Regions from separate parts of the Mus musculus genome. Here region 2 is linked to region 1. A link is a contact called in public HiChIP or PLAC-seq data. All regions are on one chromosome and are shown on one strand. Each heading gives the region's core, a stretch centred on a gene start, on an enhancer-like site or on the middle of the called end of the contact. The rest is flanking DNA. Distances are from core to core; before and after follow the strand shown. Region 1 has its middle 89 kb from the start of Try4. Region 2 has its middle 32 kb from the start of Prss2.

Evidence for each region. HiChIP or PLAC-seq counts read pairs in DNA pulled down with a chosen protein or histone mark.
Region 2: a contact with region 1 is called in an H3K4me3 HiChIP or PLAC-seq map of the SCID.adh cell line, with 8 times the contacts expected there. The contact joins two enhancer-like sites. A contact is called at or near these places in 1 of 15 datasets of contacts at CTCF or cohesin (CD8 T cells), 5 of 484 Hi-C or Micro-C datasets (CD4 T cells, Th1 cells, group 2 innate lymphoid cells and 1 more), 18 of 115 datasets of contacts at active chromatin or transcription factors (the 230-238 cell line, CD4 single positive thymocytes, CD8 T cells and 11 more) and 1 of 9 other capture datasets (embryonic stem cells).

Annotation. Positions count from the first base shown.
Region 1 is chr6:41,210,735-41,216,608 of GRCm38.p6, forward strand. It overlaps Tcrb, the pseudogene Trbv22 and Trbv23. Among named protein-coding and RNA genes, the nearest start is that of Try4, 89 kb to the right of the region's middle. Within about 2 kb of position 1,752, at least 2 of the 459 cell types and tissues checked have an H3K27ac peak or open chromatin away from gene starts, as enhancers often do. A contact at or near this core is called in the SCID.adh cell line, where this site is marked.
Region 2 is chr6:41,550,794-41,556,851 of GRCm38.p6, forward strand. It overlaps Tcrb. Among named protein-coding and RNA genes, the nearest start is that of Prss2, 32 kb to the left of the region's middle. Within about 2 kb of position 3,763, at least 89 of the 459 cell types and tissues checked have an H3K27ac peak or open chromatin away from gene starts, as enhancers often do. A contact at or near this core is called in the SCID.adh cell line, where this site is marked.

The DNA.
Region 1 (5,874 bases), core at 502-3,001:
TAGAGATTGATTAAAATGGACATATCAAAATTGAGATAGTTCTCAAAGTTAATCATTAAGAGCACACTAATAGTTATGTGCTAAGGTACAGGTATATATCTATATTTCATCCACAAAAAATTAGTTATTTCTATCAATATTTACATACTCAAGAAAGGCTAGTGCAGAGAACTTCTAAAAGTACTTACAAATTCATTTCCTTAGAAATCAATAAAAAAATACATGTAAAAATTAAGCAAAATGCCTAATGAGTATCTTACAAGCTAAGAACTTGGATAAACTGTAAATATCACTAAAATTTACAATTATTCAGAAGAAATACAATCAAGAATCTGTATACAAACAGGAATGACTAAGAACGAGATACATATAAAACATAGTCAGGGCTAGACTTCAATACCAATTTAGAAAGTGAAGGAACCTTCAATTGAATGAGAAAGGAAAATTTCATGGAAATGCATACTTCAGGCTGTTATCTTATTTCTATAGATTGAAAATAGGAATGAGGGAGAGTAAAATAAAGACAAAACTGTCAACAACAACAACAAAAAAAAGATTGTATAACCTAAAACAGTGATTGAAAATGCAGGCAAGAAAAAGCGAGGTTAGCAAAAACAAACACTAGCAAATGAATAAGCTGAAAGACAGTAAAAAAATAGCTACAGGATTAAACATTTTTGAAGCAGTGATCAGTCATAAAGTTATGAAACAGCAGTGATAACAGGGACCAGTAACACAAAGTTAATTAGATGACAAATAGCCTGAAACAATGTCCATCTGTGAGATCGAAACCTATGCATAAGTTAATGAGAAAGGTTCCTTAGGAGAAAATAGAGAAACACTGAAGATAAATTAAATGGTTCATAAGATGAAATATGGTAACAAGGAAGGATAATAATTAGCTAAAAGGAGTCATAAAGGAGCAATTAAAGACCATTTAGTAAAACATAATGTGAAATACTATATATGCACATGTATGAAAATAAGCATGCTTATACACTCACATATATTCTAATGGAAAGAAGACTTAGAAAGAAAATTTCAGAGATTATTACTAAAGCACAAACAGTCTGGTCATTGTCTAGTAGCCGTAAGATGCTTTGTGCAGTGCCTTTTTTGTTTTTAGCTATCTAAAATACATATGTGTTGTTTTTATTAAAAAAGAAAGACAGAAAGAAAACCAAATTTATTTACTTGTTAAAATTTTCCTTCCATACTGTAAAATATGTCAGCAACAACATGCATATATCATGATGGCCATGAATCTGAAAAGGGATCTATCTAGTCATAGAAAAACTGTAGATGAGGTCTGATGTCTCCTTTTGCTAGTCAATGCAATCATGAGCATGTGGCTTCTCTGGTATGTAGCCCTTTATCTCCTAGTAGCAGGTGAGTCTTTGTTCTGGGATTCTTGACAATAGCTCCAAGCCTTCTTTTGTTTGTCAGGATCCTTCTTGGGACACTTGGGCTTTTTAATATTTTCTGTTTTCTTAACTTCTAGGCTCTTTGGATTGCCAAGTTATCCAGACTCCATGACGTCTTTTCAAAGGCAAAGGACAGAAAGCAAAAATGAGCTGTATCCCAGAAAAGGGACATTCTTTTGTTTATTGGTACCAACAGAAGCAGAAAGAAGAGTTAAAGTTTTTTTATTTTTTTTTCAACATCAAGAAGCTCATGACAGAACAGACTTGTTCAAGAAGTGACTCTTAGCTAAGTGTCCCTTAAGCTCACCCTGCAGCTTGGAAATCAGTTCCTCTGAGGCTGGAGACTCAGTGTTATACCTCTGTGCCAGCAGTTGTCCACAGCATTGAAATGTGTGTTGTCTTTAGCACACAAACTCTCCATGGAGCCAACTCAAGAAGCAGGTGATACTCTGGGTTGGAAAAAGTAAGAGAAATTAACTGGAGCCAGTGCAAACCACAGCAGATTTCACAAAAGATTAGAAGGTACCTAGAAGTGGAGCGACAGCTTGACAATTCTGAAAGACTTTGGAGCCAGACCTGGGAAGAATGACCTTCCTATGGTGTTTTCCTCCTCTTTCTGTGCCTTCTGTGTTTCTGTTTGTGTCTACTACTTGTTTTTTTTTTTTTCAATGTGGTACTCATGATGAAAATAAGCTGGTCACCAAAGAGCTCAAACTCAATATCACCATTTTCCCATGCTGATAAGGATCAAGATGGCTCTTTCAAAGTCTGAATTTTAAATGATCTCAAGAGAATAGATTTGCGATGATCTATCATTCCCTTCCCAGGGAACACCTAACACAAGCCCTCTGTGTATGCGTTTTAAGTTATGTGTTGGTTTTTTTTTTTTTTTAATGGATGCTACCTAGATTTTCACTTTGCTCCCAAGGTCAAAGTGAGTGAAATACTCCATATTTCTGTGTGTCATTCACACATGCACTTTTTCCAGAAAAGTATTTCAAGTTTTCTGTAAGCACTAAAGACTTACTGCATCTCACAGTCTGTTATTGTCAATGTGTGGTGTATGTTCAGAGATGTGATTATGGAGAAATGAAGACATATTACTTTCCATATCTGTAAATTATGAAAGGATTCTAGAGACTTATTTTGGATCCATTCTTAATGTAGAATTTCAAAGCCTTTCTCCCAAACCCCATATCTGCCTATGATGTGTCCAACTGACCTACGGTGACCAGTTAAACAGTGCCATGTAGAGATTCTACATTCTTTTCTTTGGATACTACCAGTTTTAACATAAAGTTGAAGAGGGTTATTTTAGAAACACGAAGTCAATACTTCAATACAAAAGGGCAAGGGGAAGAAAGAAGAGAAGAAAGGTTCAGTGGTAGATAGTGCCTGGGGTCCAAGAAAGCAGAAAGCAGGAAGGATTCAAGTGTGAGGCCAGTTATACAATATAATGTAAGTTTTATAACATCTTGATTTAAGATCTTGGATATATATATATATATATATATATATATATATATATATATAGAGAGAGAGAGAGAGAGAGAGAGAGATAGAGAGAGAGACAGAAACAGAGACAGACAGAGAGACAGACAGAGAGACAGACAGAGAGACAGAGAGAGACAGAGAGAGACAGAGACAGAGAGGGAGACAGAGAGAGAGAATGACAATGACAGAGAGAAAGACAGAGACAGAATGAGGCAAAGACAGAGAGACAAAAAGAAGCTAATAAATTAATAATATTAGCACTGTCCAAAAGTAATAAGAGATATTAATTTGGATATTATATTTATCTTATGAATTCTCAAAATATAGATGTGTAGCTTATATTAATGAAACAATACAAGATAGTTCTGAAAGAGTGAAATATCATTAGGTTTTATTTAGTGGCGCAATGAAAGACTATCCTGTCACCACAAATTGCTTTGGTGGTACCGAAACAATAATGTAACAATTGCATCTGTAAAGGGATCCATTCACAGGAAGGTTGCACATGAAGCCTTTAGTGGCTTCCTATGATTATTTTTCTCTTCTTTTGTCCACCTCTTGCTTTTCTCTCTCAGCCTACTTTCCTTCTCATTGATACAGTTTCATGCGGAGAATAAGACAGTCACTAAAGATAACATGTTCCAATAGTCTCATTAAACATTAACACAGTTCCTTATGAGCTTAGTTTTGAAATCTCGAGACAAAAGGAATTTTGAAGATCCAGGCAAGACCGTGTCATAGACAAACCACTGTAGACACATACGTATCTATTTTGACACAGCATAACTGGTCATTTTATTAATGATACAAATCTGATACTTAGATCGCTATCCTTCCTTATCTGAAATGGATTGAAACACCATGTGTGTATGCACAACGCCTATCTGTTTTTTTTTTAATCATAGCTACATACTATTCCCTCCATATCCATTTGTTCCAGGAGATAAATTAAGTTTTTTTCTAGCTTACTGACAGAATTGAAACACCTGGACTGAACCTGTCATGAGCTTTTATAATCTTCAAGAGCACCGTGAGAAACATGAGGGTTGAGACATGGACTATTACATATATAGCTCGCTTTACACATCTTAAAAGTTACTCTTTATCTCCAGAAACATATATCAGAGCACAGCATTTCTTCCATGTCCTCATATCTGTTCCTGACACAACCCAGTGAATAGCCAGAGCTAATCTAGAAGTGATAGTAGGTTTAGTAGATTCCACATTTTTTCACTTTCTCAGATCTGTTTTATGATTAAAATGCAGATGGATAATTTAAGAATAAATAAAATCAAGCCAGATGTGGTGGTGCACTCCTTTAATCCCAGCACTGGGGAGGCAGAAGCAGGCAGATTTCTGAGTTCGAGGCCAGCTTGGTCTACAAAGTGAGTTCCAGGACAGCCAGGGCTATAAAGAGAAACCCTGTCTCGAAAAACAAAAACAAAAACAAAAACAAAAACAAAAAAGAATAAATAAAATCAACAACTCAACAAGAAAGCAGAAGGGCCGAGAAAGAAATCTATTTCCTGTATATAGAGGAGGCAGTACATTGTTGTGGTGGCTCAGGCTTATAATTGATGGGCTACACAGCTGATTTTGACAGAAAGAGAAGGAGAGAATGAGAAAACTCTAAAATACCATTATACCATAAAGACTATAGTTAATGGATTAAAGGTATAAGAATTACCTGACAGTAGTATGAGCCTTTAAATTTGGTATTTTCTTTACTTTATAGCTTTTTAAAATATAGATGTATTGTTATGATAGTAAAGTAATTGGAAAATTTTTTAGATGAATAAAACTTTAACAAATTATATTTAGTAGTTACAGAAAAGCTCCTTTTTTCTTTTTTTATTGACTATTTTATTTATTTACATTTCAAATGTTATCTCATTTCCCGATTTCCGTCCTATCCCATCCCCCTTCCTGCTTCTATGAGGGTGTGCCCCCACCCAGTCCGGACTTCCTGCCCTCACAGTCCCCTACGTTGGGGCATTGAGCCTTTATGGAACCAAGGGCCTCTTCTCCCATTGATGCCCAACAAGGCGATCCTCTGCTACATATATGGCTTGAGCCATGGGTCCCTCCATGTGTACTCCTTGGTTGGTGGTTTAGACGCTGGAAGCTCTGGTTGGTTGATATTGTTGTTCTTTGTATGGGGTTACAAATCCCTTCAGCTCCTTCAGTCCTTTCTCTAATTTCTCCATTGGGGACCCTGTGCTTAGTCCAATGGTTAGCTTCGAGCATCTGCCTCTGTATATGTCAGGCTCTGGCAGAGAAAAGCTCTTTTAATACTGTGAACTGCTTTGGTGGTGACACAAAGCCATAATGTAAGAACTGAATTTACCAAGGGATGATGTCACAGGAAGGATACTGATAAAACAAGAAGACACCACATCCTTTGCCGCTCCAGTGGGGCCATGGGTGCACGGCTCATTTGCTATGTAGCACTTTGCCTCCTGGGGGCAGGTGAGACCTAAGCTTGCAAGATAGATTCAAACACACCCAAATAATTTTCCTTGCTGGAGTCTCTCCTGGCCGGTGTAAATATGCTTTATTTTTTAATTTTCTTCCAGGCTCTTTTGATGCTGCAGTTACACAGAAGCCAAGATATTTGATCAAAATGAAAGGCCAGGAAGCAGAGATGAAATGTATCCCTGAAAAGGGGCACACTGCTGTTTTCTGGTATCAACAAAAGCAGAGCAAAGAATTAAAGTTCCTGATTTACTTTCAGAATCAACAGCCTCTTGATCAAATAGACATGGTCAAGGAGAGATTCTCAGCTGTGTGCCCCTCCAGCTCACTCTGCAGCCTGGGAATCAGAACGTGCGAAGCAGAAGACTCAGCACTGTACTTGTGCTCCAGCAGTCAATCCACAGCGCTGAAGTGTGCACTCCCCCTGCACACAAACTCACCCGGGAGCCACTTGGGGAGCAGGTGAGGTTGGAAGGAAGGA
Region 2 (6,058 bases), core at 2,513-5,012, 340 kb after region 1:
TCCTGCCTCTGTCTTTCTCTAGAATAAAAGTGGACCCTTTTAGACCAATCTAGGAATCCTTTCCAACTCCCTGAGTGTAAGCTGGGCAAAACTGCTAAAGTAGAGGTGTTTATAATGTTTGCTGTAGGATCTAAGACAAGTGAGTGCCAAGAAGATACTGGAGAATTATGATTTGGGGATCCAGAGAGTGAACCCTGACTGTTCTGATAGGACCAGTGCACAGGGCATCTCAGGGTAGAGATTCTGAAACATCAATTGAGTCCAGAGTTATTTTTGCAAAGGAGAAACACTACAGGGATTCTTCGTTGATCTGAAGAGTTCTACTTGTTCTGGACTCTGGTCCAATGTAACTTGCTTGTCAGTGAGGCAGGTAGAAAGTAAGACAAGGTTCACAGTAAACTCTACAAGTGGTAACAACATTGAGGTAGAAGATCCTTACTGGCTGAAGAGACTTATGTAAAACACTCTCTGAAACAATTCCTGACGGTTCCCAAGTTCTTACAATGTTGTGAAACACAGATGAGTTTTCATAGGTAGCACAGGGAAACTGACTTAAAGCCATTACAGATCTGTCAATTATGAAGGGTAAGGAAAATATCTGGAAGTCATGTGATAATGATAATTTATGTTAAGGAAGGCAAATGATTCTTGTGCAGATAGCACTGGAGTTGATTCCATTCGTCCAGAGGAATTTTCCTATTAACACCAGCCGTGGAGATCTTCCCATTACAGTACTCAATTTGGGCTTTGTCAGCTTCAGGAAGGGAGATGCTTCAGGAGTCTGTAGGATCATCTAGAAGACAAAGGTTTAGTCTTTCTTTAAAAAGCAGTTAAGAGAAAGAAGAAAGAGTTGATGTAACTCTATGGATCACCTATTTCTTGTTTTGAGCCATTTCTCCATTATTCTTTGTAGTGCCCTGGGGAGAACTGTGTGATTCATGCTCCTACATGATCGAGTTTTGTGTGTTATGAAGTCACTCTGACTAGGGATAGTTGTGGAAGTGGAGGATTTGTTCTTAGTCTTTCCTGGTGAAGTTCTGTGTTAAAACACAAATACCATCATGTGTAGATACAGTTCCATTTAGAGTGCTGGGGAATAGGAGGATGGCTAGAGCCCACAGGTCAGTTCTTAACATACTCAGGAAATTTGGACCCAAACACAAAACATGTCATAGCATTAGGTTGTATGTTTTCCTCTACCTCTGAGAGCCTTTTTCTCTGTTTATTTGTAGATGATAAATTCATGGAGCTCTTCCCACTACAATACTCAGTGTTGGGCTTTGAAAGCTTCTTTTCCTAACAATTCCTACCACTCTGCCTCTCCTTAGGATTTATTATGACAGTGTAAGACTTTACCTGAAATATCAACTTTTAACAGAGAAGACATATTCAGTTCACTAGTCCCATCACCTAAGTCCCAGCTACATATTTACCTTCCCTGTCTCCAAGTAGTTTTTTCATCTCTTGTACCTGTTTCTTGAAGCAGGCTGCCTGGGGTGGAGGGTGGGGTGTGGGGGGAGTGGGATATCTCATAAAAGAGTAAACACTACCTGCTGGTCATCGAAGGGAACTGAAAAGGGCCAACGATTATGTCTGCTTCCAACATTTCATCAGGTTTTTAGGAAATTGATTTCAGCTCTCATCTATGAATGTAAGAGTGCCTTGATAGGGAAACCATGCCAAAAGCGGAGCCACCCATCTTGTTATAACCATCGCTGATATAAGTGAAGACTTTGGAAACAGTAACATTGAGTCCAAGTTTTAGGACTTCTTAACAACTACAGCCCTACACATTCACTATACAATGAATTGATCTTCATGAGACCTGGTATCACAAACCATGTACGTGTTAAAGAACAACAACAACATAGCATTGAATCCTCCTTTTCTTCGCAAGTAGTTTTAACTGTCCCCAAAGAGTTCTTAGTTGTCTGAATAAGCCCTTTATCCATTGGGCCGCTCTATGAACATTTGCTGACTATTTGAGTATCTATAATTTTTTACCATGCATATCTTTCTCAGCTTATAATTCTGTTCCCCTAAGAGAGCCTCAGAAGCAGTTGGAGCTTGTAAAGACCATTACTTAAACCTACAAGGAAGAATAATCTTCACTTTAAGAACCACGCCTGCAATAAACATAGACTTGAAAGCCAAAAAGTCTGGATTTGGGCTTCATTTCTATGTTTCCCCAGCTATATGATTTAAGCAAGTGGCCACCAAAGACTTGGCCTCCCCTTGTGTTAAATGGACTCAATCACATGGCTTAATCAATCCACACAATATCTACAGTTCTTAGCACAGGGTAATAACTATCAAGCACTGTAATTTATGTTCACTTAAATATATTTTCCTGGCTCAACACTTCACTTCCAGTTCTCTCTCTCTCTCTCTCTCTCTCTCTCTCTCTCTCTCTCTCTCTCTCTCTCTCTCTCCCTCCCTCTCTCTCTCTCTCTCTCTCTCTCTCTCTCTCTCTCTCTCTCTCTCTCTCATTCCCTCAAATGTACAGTTCTGAGCATTTCTTTCTCCTAGTGGATCAGTTACTTTCTTATAAAAACATTTCAGCTCACTTTTATCCTTCTATCATTCTGAAAGCACTGTATTCAGAAAAAAAAAAAACTCAGCACCAGGTGGGTTCTGACCTACATAGAGTAAAGAGGGAGTTAGTTATACCCCTTGTTTTTGATGTGTTAGGTATCATTTGGGTGGGGCGACTTTTTACCTTTGTATGTCTACATCCTGCCGTTGACTCAGAGATCACTTGGGACTCAAAACTCTAGTTCTTTCACACATGTGCTGCATCTGAGCCATGTACCCCCTCTGTGTGTGCAAATTGTTGCTTTTCTATCTGTGAGGATGTGCAGGAGACCAAAATGTACTTCGGTTCTCTTGCATTTATTTCTTTAGTGCTTCTTCCAAACTTACCAAGTCTCAACAAGATTCTAATTCTGTAGTCCATTATATTTATCCCTCTATCCTCACACTCTCTCAGATGGGATCATGTCGCCTTATTTAATCTTATACAAGTGATTCACAAAATCACAGCAAGATCTCAGCTCGATATGGAGCACATGTTCTCCAAACTCTGCCTGGAGTCCAGGATCTGCTAAAACTCAGAGAATCAGTTCTTCCCCCTCCTCTCTCCCCAGCTGCAGAATGCATTTACCATCTCCAGCTTTCCAGATCCCTTCAATTCCTGTGAACCAAGGTGCTCCATAAGGAGCCTCAGACCCTACTTAGTGGTTTGTTGATGAAAATTCTGCAGGCCTTGTAGCACTGACAGAATGGTAAGTGGGGAAATCTAAGTCCTTCCCAGCTCCAGACACACACATTGTGATATATCTTACAAGGCATCTGACCTGCAAAGGGACAGTGCTGATCTTGAGTCCCATAGTTAACCAGGCACAGTAGGACCCTTAATACTTGTTTCCCTGACCGATTCCAGCAAAGAGATATAGGAACATGATAAAAAAAATAATCTTAAGAAGAACTGTTTTTCATCAAACATCAGCAAGTGAAGAGATGCATTCCTGGGACTTTTCGGTTCCTGAAGACAATGGGGGAAGGGGTGGAAGCATCTCACCCCAGGTCTGGCTGTTTATCTGTAAGTAACATCAGCACCAAGTAAGAATGGCCACCTGCCATAGCTCCATCTCCAGGAGTCACAACAGGATGTGGTTTGACATTTACCAGGTCCTACATCTGGGGTGCCTGTGAATGCTCCCCCACTCACTCACATTCTGAGCATTTTGGGAACCACACTTGCCACATCCTGTCTTCAAACCCTTCTCATGCAGCCCTTTCTACCTCAGCCTCTAGCTATCACCGTGACAGTGAGAACAACCAAGAGGAGGGTCTCTAAAGGGGAACCCATATATCTCATCTCAAGCCCCCCATCTAAACTATCTTACATCTGTTAGAAGTCACACAGGAAACAGAAGCCTTCAGTATGCACCATGGAGACAGGTGCAATAACAGCTCTGACCTCATTAGGGTTCCCATGGCTCCCACATCACCGCTCTTCCCACTTCTCTTTCCACTTAACCCCAACTCCAGTCACCCTCTCTTCACAAGTATCCTCCATTTCCTTCAACTAATGTAATGAGAGCCCATTCATGTAATGAGTCACAGGAACAGAGTCTAAATAATAAACCGAATGAAAAATAGATGGTCTGTCTGTCCTGCATTCATTGGCTGGCTTTCGCTGGGGTGTATCCTCTGTGAGTAAGGGCTGTAAAGTGAATGTGCTTTGTATTTCCTGCCTCATGTGGGTAAGATGAGGGAAACGTCTACACACAACACAGGAAAGAATGGAAAACCAGACCTCCAGAAACTCTCAAATGAGGAAGTGGGAACTCGCAAAATATACAAGCCAATCCTGCTCTATCCATCACACACTCAACTAAATCATATAATCTTTAAAAAATCATATGAAGTAGCCCAGCCTTCCTAAGGCTGGGCCTTTTTCTACCTTCTAGAAGCAGTCAAGGGGCCCCAGTCAATCCCATTATGGCTTAGATCCTTGAGGGGAGTTTCTCTAACTTCTGTGGTCCTCAGCAGCCTGTGTGTGAAAATCAGGCAATGATATCCTTAGGGATAGTTATTGTGACACATTTATAAAGTCAAAGTCAAAATCAGCATCCTTACAGATCTCCTAGAAAAGAAGCCACATTTAACCAGGAACCATGACATTGATGTTGGCAGCAGGTAGCACCTACTATTAGGATATGCCATCCTGAAGTGTTTTCCTGTTTTCCCTAGTTATAATGACTGAGGTTTTGACCTTTGGGTACAATTGAAACAGTTATGGCAGCAGAATCTTTATGCATAAATAGAGGCAGATAACTAAATGCAGGATAATGACTTGCTCTAGTGTGTATACATGGTTTTCAGGACTCTCCTTAAACAGCCTCTTCTTGTGTGCTACATTATCCTTAGCCATCACTAGGATTTTCTTTTTCTCATTTGCTGTTTCCAAGACTTTAAAGACGCTGAGATTTCTGTGTTTCTATTCAAACAATCCTCTCATTTGGAACTTAATTGTATTAAATCTAGCTAAAAATCGTTTCTCCTTTTAATGTACACACACACACACACACACACACACACACACACACACACAGTGTTTCTCCTTGAAGACAGACCCTGAGATTGCACAGAGTTCCAACAGGAATGTTCTAGGATGAATTCAGAGCAGACAGCACATGAGAAAATTGGCATCGGTTTGCCACATAAGCATTGTCATGTTTGTGACATATTTTCTGTTTAAATATTTTTAAATGAGACAATTTGGAGGAGCTACAGTCAAAGTACTTTGTAAGCTTCCAGGGAGGAAAAGGACACCTGCCAAAAGTTAGACTTTGTAATAGTACTTGCAAAATATGATCTCCTTCAATATCTAACAATGCATACAGATAACATTTGCTGGTGAAAAAAAAATGAAATCTAGAAAAACTACATAACTGCCCTCAGGTCTTAGAAACTAGGAAATCTAGACTTGAAGTCAAATGTTTTACTTGTAGCTTTGCCTGGTACCATCTTTAATATACTTCATTGTTTTGATCTTTATGATGGCTCTCTGTATCCTGGCTACTTTACACCTATTCATCAAGTGTGATAGAGACATTTGGACATTGTCAAGTATGTTGTTGATCACTCAGTGTCTCTGTTTTGATTTTTCCTTTGTATATTAATTAAATGAGATTGAAAATACATCAGTGATACATCAGAATCACTCTAGATAGTGTTTGGTGCCAGGAACAGAGGATTTTAAGACTTCTTGTGCCCTCTTGTGGAAGAAAAGAGACATTGGGGGAAATTCCCTTTTGGGAATATGATCTAGAGAGGAGTGAGGGCTAAAGAAATCTCAGTTGCCAAGGTAACCAGTACATCCCTTTCCAACCATTCACATCAGTCTCTTCCTCTTCTTCATTTCCATCCTAGTCACTATTCCATTTTAACCTTTCTGTCACACACACACTCCTCCTCTTTACCCTCAGTCTCCTGTGTTTCTTATGCTACCATCTGTTTGTCTGTTTTGCTACAGAAGAGTAGAGGAGAG